Linked DNA regions of Danio rerio: region 2 is linked to region 1. Evidence: chromatin contacts called from public Hi-C data. All regions are on one chromosome and are shown on one strand. The core of a region is the stretch at or near the end of the contact, and the rest is flanking DNA. Distances in the headings are between cores, read along the strand shown.

Region 1 (5,260 bases), core at 1,559-4,058:
ACAAGGCTTCATGGTAGCGCAGTGGGTAGCATGATCGCCTCACAGCAAGAAGGTGGTTAGTTCAAGCCTCGGCTGGGTCAGTTGGCATTTCTGTGTGGAGTTTGCATGTTCTCCTCGTGTACGCGTGGGTTTCCACCAGGTGCTCCGGTTTCACCCAAAGTCCAAAGACATGCGCTATAGTTGAATTGAATAAGCTAAATTGGCCATGAGTGTGAAAGAGTGTGTATGGGTTTCCCAGTGTTGACTTGCGGCTGGAAGGGCTTCCGCTGCTTAAAACATATGCTGGATAATAATATAATATAATATAATATAATATAATATAATATAATATAATATAATATAATATAATATAATATAATATAATGCAATATAATATAATATAATATAATATAATATAATATAATGCAATATAATATAATATAATATAATATAATATAATGCAATATAATATAATATAATATAATATAATGCAATATAATATAATATAATATAATATAATGCAATATAATATAATATAATATAATATAATATAATGCAATATAATATAATATAATACAATGCAATATAATATAATATAATATAAAATAATATAATATAATGCAATATAATATAATATAATTGCACATTTTAGAATCTCACTGGAAGTAATAAGTCATCCTGATACTTTGTATACTACTCTCTTATCAATGTGAATTCACTCATCTTTCTTCACATACATTTTTTCATGTAGTTTTAAACAGCCCATGTTTAAAATGTGGGGAAATGCTATTGCCAATTAAATGTCAAATGGACTAATATATAACCAATATCACCTGATAACTGATATGATAAAGATGTATGATGCATCATTAACTGCCAGTATAAATATTGAAGAAAATATACATTAATAAACTACCATTGTTTAGACTATTTCACATTAAAATTCTGCATGATGCCACAGGCTTGATAACTTCCACATGTTCTCACCCAAGGAGCTGGTCTGAGCGGGAGGCGACCACACTGAATCCCACCGAAGACAGCTTCGAGTCAGTGACAGAATGGACATCAGAGACTCCTGAGCTGGAGGAGATCAGCCAGGAAGAACTCTCCCATATGCTGCTGCCTGACAGTCTCAGCCAGCTAGAGGAATTTGGCCGCTACAAGCATCCTCGTAAAACCCATCATACGCACAGTCGACCTCGGCTGTTCAGCGACCTGTGGGTGCGCATAGGAGACAGGTGAGGACATGACACTCGGCAGAAACCACATTTCCAAGGCAGGAAATTCAAAGCTTTTTACTAATAAAAAACACATTTCTGTTTTCATGTTGACCGCAGCACGACTCCACACCCAAGCATAAGGATAACCAATGGCTATGTGACGGTGGAGCCTCCTCAGATACGACAGGAACAGCAACAAAGACTCAGAGAAAGACTGAAGCCTCTCAGTGAGCCCACAAACCCCAGCGCACTTGACTCCGCTGCTCCAAACCCAACATATGCGCTGACTTGTTTTTTGGCCTGTCTCATTTCACAACTGCTTTTTGCTTCCTAAAGAGGAACTGGGTCTCTTGGAAGCTCACAATCCAACAAGAATTTTATCTGAGTGACTTCGTCTGTGGTAAAAATAAATGGCAGTTAAGTACATTTAGGTACTGCTTAGATCAATTTTTGGGTGTCTGCCTACAATAAATTAGTTGCCGCAGTATGTAACACAACACGAATGTGAGTAATTCTAATCGTTGCATCTGGTAAAATAGTAGTTGCTAAGAATAACAATAAGAGAAAAGCTAGAACATTTTGTTATACTTATGCAATGTCTCTGGCCAGAGTTGATTCATGAGAATCAGATTGTACTTTTATGTGAATTCCCAGATGACTGTACCCTTTTGCCCCATGAGTGCAGACAGCAAAATATGAATGTCCTTTTTTCTGATGAGTGAAATGGGCAAAAACAAATATACCAAATGATCAGTATGATATAATAGAGACTGCTATTATGTGGTATGGTCACTGGCAGATAACTAAATGACTTAATAGTTCACAGAGATGGTACTTATATTTTGTAAATTGTGCATTTGTTCATACAGAAATTTTATATTTATTATTTCATGAAGAGTATATTTTCATGCATTTCTCAAGTATTAAAGTCAACAAAGTTATGTAAACAATTTTGATTTGTCCTTTCTCTTGATGTGTTCAGGTTTGATGAGACTAAGTTCAACGCATCTATGCTGCCCTCTAGTGGCGCTTAATATATTATGAGTTAGGTTAAATATAACCCAAGTGGTGCTCGCTGCAGAGCCATTTGGGCGAGCTGAGCTCCAGCGAGGGGGAGCTTGAGCTTGAGCTCCACCTTTTTTGCACTTCTGCAAGTTAAACTGTAAACGCTCATTTGATTCAGGGATTTAATAAATAGAGACATAAACAGTATTAGGAAACGTTACATTTTTAACACAGCCTACCTTGCTTAAAAAGCAATCAAGTAAAACATTTAGTTACTTTTTTTAAAACAAAGTGACTAAATATTGTATAGTACTTTTAAAAGTTACTTTCTCCAACTGTAAAAAATAAATTATACAGTCAACATTTATCATAGCCTAGGCCTATATATTTTGTCCAATTCAGATATGCTCTAAAAGAAAATTCAGAACTAGGCTAATTTTGTCTTCACTCGCCCACATCATGCTCAAAAGCAATATAATTTTCTACTGTGAAACATTAACACATATATCAGGCAGAATATCGTCTGATTGTTCTTCATGTGCAAGTGTATTCAAATCCAACACTTTACACTCACGTTTGCAACAGTTGCTCAACTCAAAGATGGCGCCTTTGGTTCAGCGTTTGGTGTTCTGGCGTGTCATGTGACCAATCAGTAAAAGGAAAATAGCCAGGTAAGGGCTTTGAATTCAATTTGTTCTTGACACAAAAGATACCACATAGCTTATTAACCATGCGGAATATTAAACACCGTTTAATGGACAAGTTGTGTAGTTATTTATCTTTCGTTTTTTAGCTCAACAACCAGAAAGAAATAAAAAACATGACATGAGTAGCCTAAACGATGACGTATTCATTAACCCTCCTTTTACAGTCATGAAGAGAGTGGACACAAATGTCAATGTCAAAAGCATTATAAAGCTCTCCCTTTCTTTCATTAAAAAGCACTATATCCTTCGGCTTAGTATTTAATTCATCAGGCGTCGCCACAGCGGAATGAAACGCCATTTTTTCTAATGTTTTTTGCGCGGATGCCTGAGAAACACCCATATACTCTCTTATTCACAAACAGACATTAATTTTTTTCATCCAATTCCCAATATGCCTGGACTGTGGGGGAAACCGGAGCACCCGAAGGAAACCCACGGGAATTTTTTTTTTACACGCGATCACAGACAAAGTTTTGTCACTGCGGTCTTTAATAAATAGGGAAATATTATATTCCTTAAAATAAGGTTACAGGTCATAAGTTTAAAGATTATTAGTGTCTTAATCAATGATTAAATAGCATGCATGTTTAAAGGCATTACCAAAAAATAAAAATAAAACTACCTCATGCATCCATATTTCTAATTTAAATACAAAACAAACTCTGATGTCCATAATTCATAGGTAATTATAATTATACAATATTCATTCATTCATTTGGCCTGCAGTGCTCAGAAATACATTCAATACTATTTGCCAAACAATATGTTTGACTTTTAGAGCCAACATAATCACCCTTAAGGATGCACAAGGGTTACGATACTGCCATTGAGCCGCTAGATGGCAGACAACACCTTTGTAACGGAACGGACTCGTGATCTAATCTTTACCTTTGAGACATTGAAACATTTTAATAGGTGTATATATTTTTTATATTCTTAGGTTACATTATGTAATTTTTGTAAAACAATTTTCTACTAATTTTAAGGAACATTTTTAATTTTAAGGTGAGCTTAGAAAACTGTCATTTTAATATTTGCTTTTTAATAATTAAAATTTGTCCATTTAAATTTTAAATGAAAAAAAACTTTCATTTTAAAAAATCAAGAAAGCTCTGACACAAAACACAATGTGTATTGTTAAATTATATTATAGTTGGTTAGAATCAATATAAGAAAGGAAATAATTCAATTGTTTCCAACACATTACAATTATTATTCACACAGTTATCACTAATACAATTTTTTGTTTTGCACAGTTGTAAATATGTTTGTCTTTGTTTTATCAAAGGTGATACTGCAACCAGGTGAAGACGTTTAAACATGTACAACTTCACTTAAATAAATAAAATTAATATGCAAAGCTATAGATGGATTTATGCATTTCTTTTATCCTCTTGTCGCTCTTCCTCAAAGTACCTTACTCATCCAGACAGAGAGGAACAAGTTTTAAAATAAACAGCTTTTTCGCCCCTTAAGCCAAGACAGGACAATGTTTGCCTTTGCTAAAATACCATTTTCCCTGGGCTTTGGGGTGTTATTTGAGGGAGTAGGGGTCCTGACAGCCTGTGACCCCTCCCTGGGCTCGGGGACAGGACACCCACTGCATATTAATAAAAGATTACTGGGGAAAATCAATGTCTGAGCAAACTCATTAAAAATGCCTCTTCATCTTAAATGATTTCTGTTCTTTACCTCCACTCTGTCTCGCTCTCTCTCTCTACTCCCCCTGTTGCTTTTCCCTTGCGGTAATTACTTTCACAAGTCGTTTTCTGCCCTTTGAGTTGCACCGCTTCACAAATGAAGGTTAAGTTTGTTTAACCGTGCTGGATTTGCCATCCATGTTAAAGCATATAATGTGAAAGGCATGACTTGGCCCACACACCTTCAGGACCCCCTCAGCTTTAAAGCCCCCGTTTGCATGGTCATATGGTCCAAGGTTAAGGCCCATCAGGGCCAGACCAAGATGGAGTGGTTTCAGCATCTCGTCTAGGCTACAAACTGAAAAGATGCTGAATGTAGTTGCAAATCACAATTGCTACTACAATTATAGATTGTTTTATACATAAAATGGTTATGTTAGGGCCCTTAAATGCTCTCTGGAAATATATCTAGCGCAGCTCTAATTGAGCAGAACGAAAGAAAAAGCTTTCGCACACAATGGATATAAACTCAAGGTCTTTCAAATGTAACAGATTCAGACTAAATATTATTTTCCATGTAATCAATAAAAGATTTCAAGGACATGTTTCTAAAATGCAAGGGGAGCTTGTTCCTTATATGGGGGACTGTCATTGAAAGGACTTCTTAAGAGTTCTCCTTTAATGCAGGGCAATTCATTATTTGAAATAA
Region 2 (5,047 bases), core at 911-3,410, 100 kb before region 1:
CACGCTTAATGAGCCGTAGAATAACACAATTACAGCGGATTATCTATCATTCAGACGAAGTTCTTACTGTAACTATACGGCATGTGGGCGAAACGACGAGGAGGGGCGTTTTAGCGTTCATTACAGGACTGTAAGCAGATCTATAATTTAATCGTTAGTCAACACGAGATTGAAACGTGGTGCTTTAAAACCTACTGATACTGCACATCATCAAGGCCTGGTTGAGCAGGCTCGCATAAACAAATATAAGGCTGTAATCAGTGTGGTGCAATCACTGAGCCGACAGAAAATATACAGTAGGTAAGAGCAAGTATGCCCGCATTGGAGCCTCATACAAGACCTGTGGAGAGTCTGGAGAATGAGACGCAATGGAAACACAAAGGGGCTCTTGTGTCGACTCTTTCTGCTGTCACCAGCACAGCTCTATGTAGCCCTCGTTTTGAAGGATCCCTATGATTAATTGCCCACTACTTGACACTGTCACTCGGCCATCCACTCGGACAATAACACGGGTCACGGCACCAGAGCTGGCACTGCGAAAAAACGACAACTAGCTTTCAGCACCACCATTCATTTTCCAGCCGCACTGGCCGGAATGACACATCCCTAACGAGGCCTGGAATGAAAAACAAACTTAAAATATATTTTAACAGGCAATACTTCCTACAGTGTTTGGATTCATTAATCATAGCTACGCCTGCGATCAAGTACATGTCAATGCAGAAATGATCCGAGTCAACGGCCACCACGCATTACTGTCAAATAGACGTTGACAGTGATGGATTAAGGGAAAACTGTACAATATGTCAGAAACAAAACATTTAGACCTACAGTAAAAGACCAATGGCTATGCCATATAGAATGCTGCACTTGACGAAAATGTCAGATTGTCATGTATCATGGAAAATAATCAGCTGCAGAAACTGCTGTTGACAGCTTCTCTTAAAAAAACAAAATGTTTGCGTTTTCTACAAGATTGCAAATGTTACATAGTAATTTGCAATACCATATGAATAAAAAATAGATTTAATAGGCCTAAATATATCCAATTCGACCATAAATGTAAAACAAAGGGTTTTATGGAAGAATCTAAATTATTTAGTGACAATCTAAAAGGTTTTAAAAGATTCAAACGCCAAAATATTGTCAATCAATTTTAGGTTTAGTTCATGCTTATTGTAGTGGGTAATTTTTGTGAGCAACAGCTTATTAGCAATACATCAAGGGGCCTTGTAAGCAACATTTTCGTGGTATGAGGGAAAATCGTATGTCTGTACAGCCTAATAATAATAAAATAGGCCTACACTACACGTACTAACTGAAAAATAAACAGGCAAAAGAAACATCCCGTCAAATAAATCTAGAGATTTTTTATTGACGTGTAGCGTTATTAACAAAATGCAAAATGTCATAAATTAAATAAGCTAAAATTTTTTACATACATTAACAGCTTATTATACAGTATGTTACTAATAATAATAACAATAATATATTTAATATATATATATATATATATATATATATATATATATATATATATATATATATATATATATATATATATATATATATATATGTATGTATTTATTTATTTATGTGTGTGTGTGTGTGTATATATATATATATATATATATATATATATATATATATATATATATATATATATATATATATATATATATATATATAGGCCTATATATAGCCTATGATCCATAAGCTGTTCGGTTACTAAAAAATGTTGCATGCTTCTATAGAAGAACCTGCTCTCCCCCTCTTCTTGTAAAACAAGCAGAGGGGGAAACATTCAAGGCGTTTCACGCTCTCTGCGCAGTTAAACTGGAAACTTGAGGGGCGCAGCGCAGTTTGTGCTCTCCACAGCTGGAGAGAGAGGGAGATAGTGAGACTGAGAGAGAGTTTGAGAGAGAGAGAGAGAGAGAGAGAGAGAGAGAGAGAGAGAGATCGCGAATCCCTTTGAAAGTCTAGGGCAGGAGAATGGCGAAGGGGCAGAATGCTTCCCTTTCGAGACTGCAAATGTGAGCCCATTATCATCACCGGCGGAAAACACTTTATCTGTGCCGTGAAAACCGGAGAAACTTGAAAACAACTGAGGGACCGGAGCTGAGGGCAGCGCGAGGTGTCCTGTGCCCTCTCGTCTCGAAATGAACTGTCAGTCGGGACTGCGATGGTTGGTAACTTTATGCGCTTTCTTTCAAGTGGGCTCTGCCCGGGACACGCACGAGAGCACGCGGCAATGTGACAAGCCCGTATCGGTGAGTTTCTCATGCACACTTTCTGAAGTTGCTTCGCGCGCACTTGCACGCTCCTCATGTCATCGAGACATGTAGTACATTATAAAATTTTACATTTGAAACTGATGCGTTGTTTATTTGCTGAAACTCTACTCCGCTGCTAATGGGTAATTTTTGTTAGGTTTTATTAAATGTCCCGCATGTCAAATGAGTCAAAATTATTATTGTTGGCTAATCCGTTTAAAGATTTAATTCAACGTGCCGTATTTACATGAAGAAAACAACATTAACTGTACAATCTCAGCCTATCAACATTTACTTAAAATATAATTGTATCTGCATTGAACATTATTTCACAACTATTTAATGCAATCGTTATTTTAACGTAAAACATGTAGCTAAGGTTGACAGGTATTGTATTATGTCAACAATACAATTGCATAATGGTAATAAATCCTAATGAATATATTAAAACATTTTAGAATGACATTAAAATTATAATTGCTATAGAAAAATAATTTTATAGAACAAATATTAGATTCATTGCATCTTAGTTAAATTGTGAGTTAACGGAATAACTATTTTAAAACAATTATTTTAGTGGCCTCCAGCCAACCGCTTGTCATTTCTTGTTATGTCCTCGCACAAATCTGGGACTGAAAAAATGATTTTTTTTTGCCAAGTGAAATACTGCTAAACCCTTGCCAGTGCAATGCCAGCTTATGTGTCAAAGGAAAAAGGGGGAACCCCACGGGTGAACAGACTTCAAATGCATTTATATCGAAAAAAAATCCCTGACCCCCGTAAACTGATCACATTTCAGTGAGACGAGAACTGTTAAAGTAGTTATCGAGCATATTTACTTCATTAAAAATTTGGCAAATGTGCGAGGCTGTTTAACGCAATTAACGTCTCGCTTTCATCTGAGCCATAGAGTTCGTGGAGGAGAGCACTCATCATAGCTCGAGGAAGAAAACATAAGATACGCTTTCCTTAAAATATGTAACATCCACTATCCTGCGTCTTAAAAGAGATTGGTTTGTCTTTCCCTCATTCGGTATATGTTTGCAACCGAAATGCGGCTTTGTTGAAATAATGCATTATGCACGCAAGGGTTCTGCCAATTTACCCTTTTATATGTTTTGACAATTAATGCTTATCTTTTCCTGAAGATTAATATCATTATTTGTCCCATTGTACAGGACATGACCTGTGCGTTCTTTATATAACTCATAATACGCGAGTACTGCGAGGCCTGTTTTTGGTTAAGAAATTACTCCATAAAACAGAGCCGAGGGTCTGCGAACGTGACCTTCTCATTCACAATATATTACTTCAGTATACAAGCTTCTCTCCAATAAAGCTGATCAGTTTTCCACAGGTGTCACATGCCATTTACATACTAAAATTGATGCCTGACCACCTTTAAAATATGAATAAATTATCGCTAATATCATGACCATTATTAGCTAAAGACATATATATATATAAAACTGAAAAATAGCCTACTTTATTAACGAATTAAACAATTATTGAAGTGCTTTCTTTGTTTCAGACACTTCTGAAAACATTTTTAGATCTATTTTATTATAATTAGGCGAAGTAACTTTCTAAAACCCTCAAATGCATGCACAGAAACCAGTTGTTATTTTCAGGAACGTTTTCCTGTAAAACAAAACAGTCAACTTTATCAAATTAAATGAGTGCAATTAACTCAAAATTGACTGAAAGTTAGTTCTACTCAATTGAAAAGAGGTTTGAACTCAGTGTTGAAGGTATTGAGTTAATTAAACACCTCATTACTTCAACTTAAATTGAGTAAGTTCACGATACTCATATAGATTTGTTTTTTAACTCAAATGGTTTGTAAACTTATTAACTTGTTGGGTTTTACAGTACTCAGTTGGTTTGAGTTCTCTTCATTTATCGGGTTTACTTAATTCACAGCACTCATTAGGGTTAGTTTTTAAACTTAAATGGTTTGTTGCAATTGATTTCCTCAAATGGTTTGAGTTACTTTAACTTACAGGGTTTTACAGTGTACAAACATGATTTGAGCTAGGGAGTTAATTTAATTTACATAATTGGGTGTAAAGAAACATGCATTTTCACTAGCTTTCTATTAATTATTCACCACCCCAAAATATTAAAATGACTTTTGAGTACATCTCTCACAAATCTACCTTTTAAAATCAGATTTTTAATGCTATAAAATATTATATTTGTGCATATACATTAGATTAATCAGTACTGAAGCCAAATTTGAAGCCAAACTAAAACTAGTACACCCAAATATCTATGCTATAAAAAAATATTAAATGCAAATAAAAATAAAAAATAAATAAAGAAAAGCAAAAAAAAAGTTTTTAAATTTAGTTGAAATTTTGTAGGTTGTATTTTTCTTTTGCTTCAATTTAATTGTATTATCTTTTAATTTCTAAATATGTTTGGTGAACAAAATATTATTTTAATAAATATGTCGGTTTAATAAATCTGTTTTGTTTAAATGCACCAAAACACATTGCCTATATTCACTGAGAAATGGATAAAAATCTTCATTTTCAAAATGGGGTGTACCCAATTATGCTGAGGACTGTATAAACAGTCAAACATCAATTGCACCTCTTTCCGGTCTCATTAACATCATCTCTGACTAGTGGTTAATAAACTCTGAACAACTCTTTCCCGATACGAGGTAGTTGAACAATTCATTAAATTTAAAGATTGAGTGTTTAGAAGTAAGTTGTTCATTGAAGGTTACATTTTACAAGGGCACAGCTATCGACAGCCTCAGCAAC

The links. Hi-C and Micro-C count contacts between places; a contact is called where the count stands out from the background.
Region 2: a contact with region 1 is called in a Hi-C map of an unstated tissue, with 4 times the contacts expected there. The contact joins the promoter of trabd2b here to the enhancer-like site in region 1. A contact is called at or near these places in 3 of 18 Hi-C or Micro-C datasets (caudal fin, embryo and an unstated tissue) and 1 of 4 datasets of contacts at active chromatin or transcription factors (caudal fin).

What each region holds. Positions count from the first base shown.
Region 1 is chr8:21,667,574-21,672,833 of GRCz12tu, reverse strand. si:ch211-120j21.2 (a long non-coding RNA gene) reads right to left here. Exons shown (of 10, transcript XR_002459373.3): 6 at 967-1,194. It overlaps trabd2b (TraB domain containing 2B), which reads left to right. Exons shown (of 7, transcript NM_001270477.1): 6 at 972-1,217; 7 at 1,317-1,533. The coding sequence ends at 1,533. Among named protein-coding and RNA genes, the nearest start is that of si:ch211-120j21.2, 62 kb to the right of the region's middle. Within about 2 kb of position 2,808, at least 3 of the 62 cell types and tissues checked have an H3K27ac peak or open chromatin away from gene starts, as enhancers often do.
Region 2 is chr8:21,769,922-21,774,968 of GRCz12tu, reverse strand. trabd2b (TraB domain containing 2B) reads left to right here and starts at 2,160. Exons shown (of 7, transcript NM_001270477.1): 1 at 2,160-2,270. The coding sequence starts at 2,160. All of the region lies in intron 6 of si:ch211-120j21.2 (a long non-coding RNA gene), which reads right to left.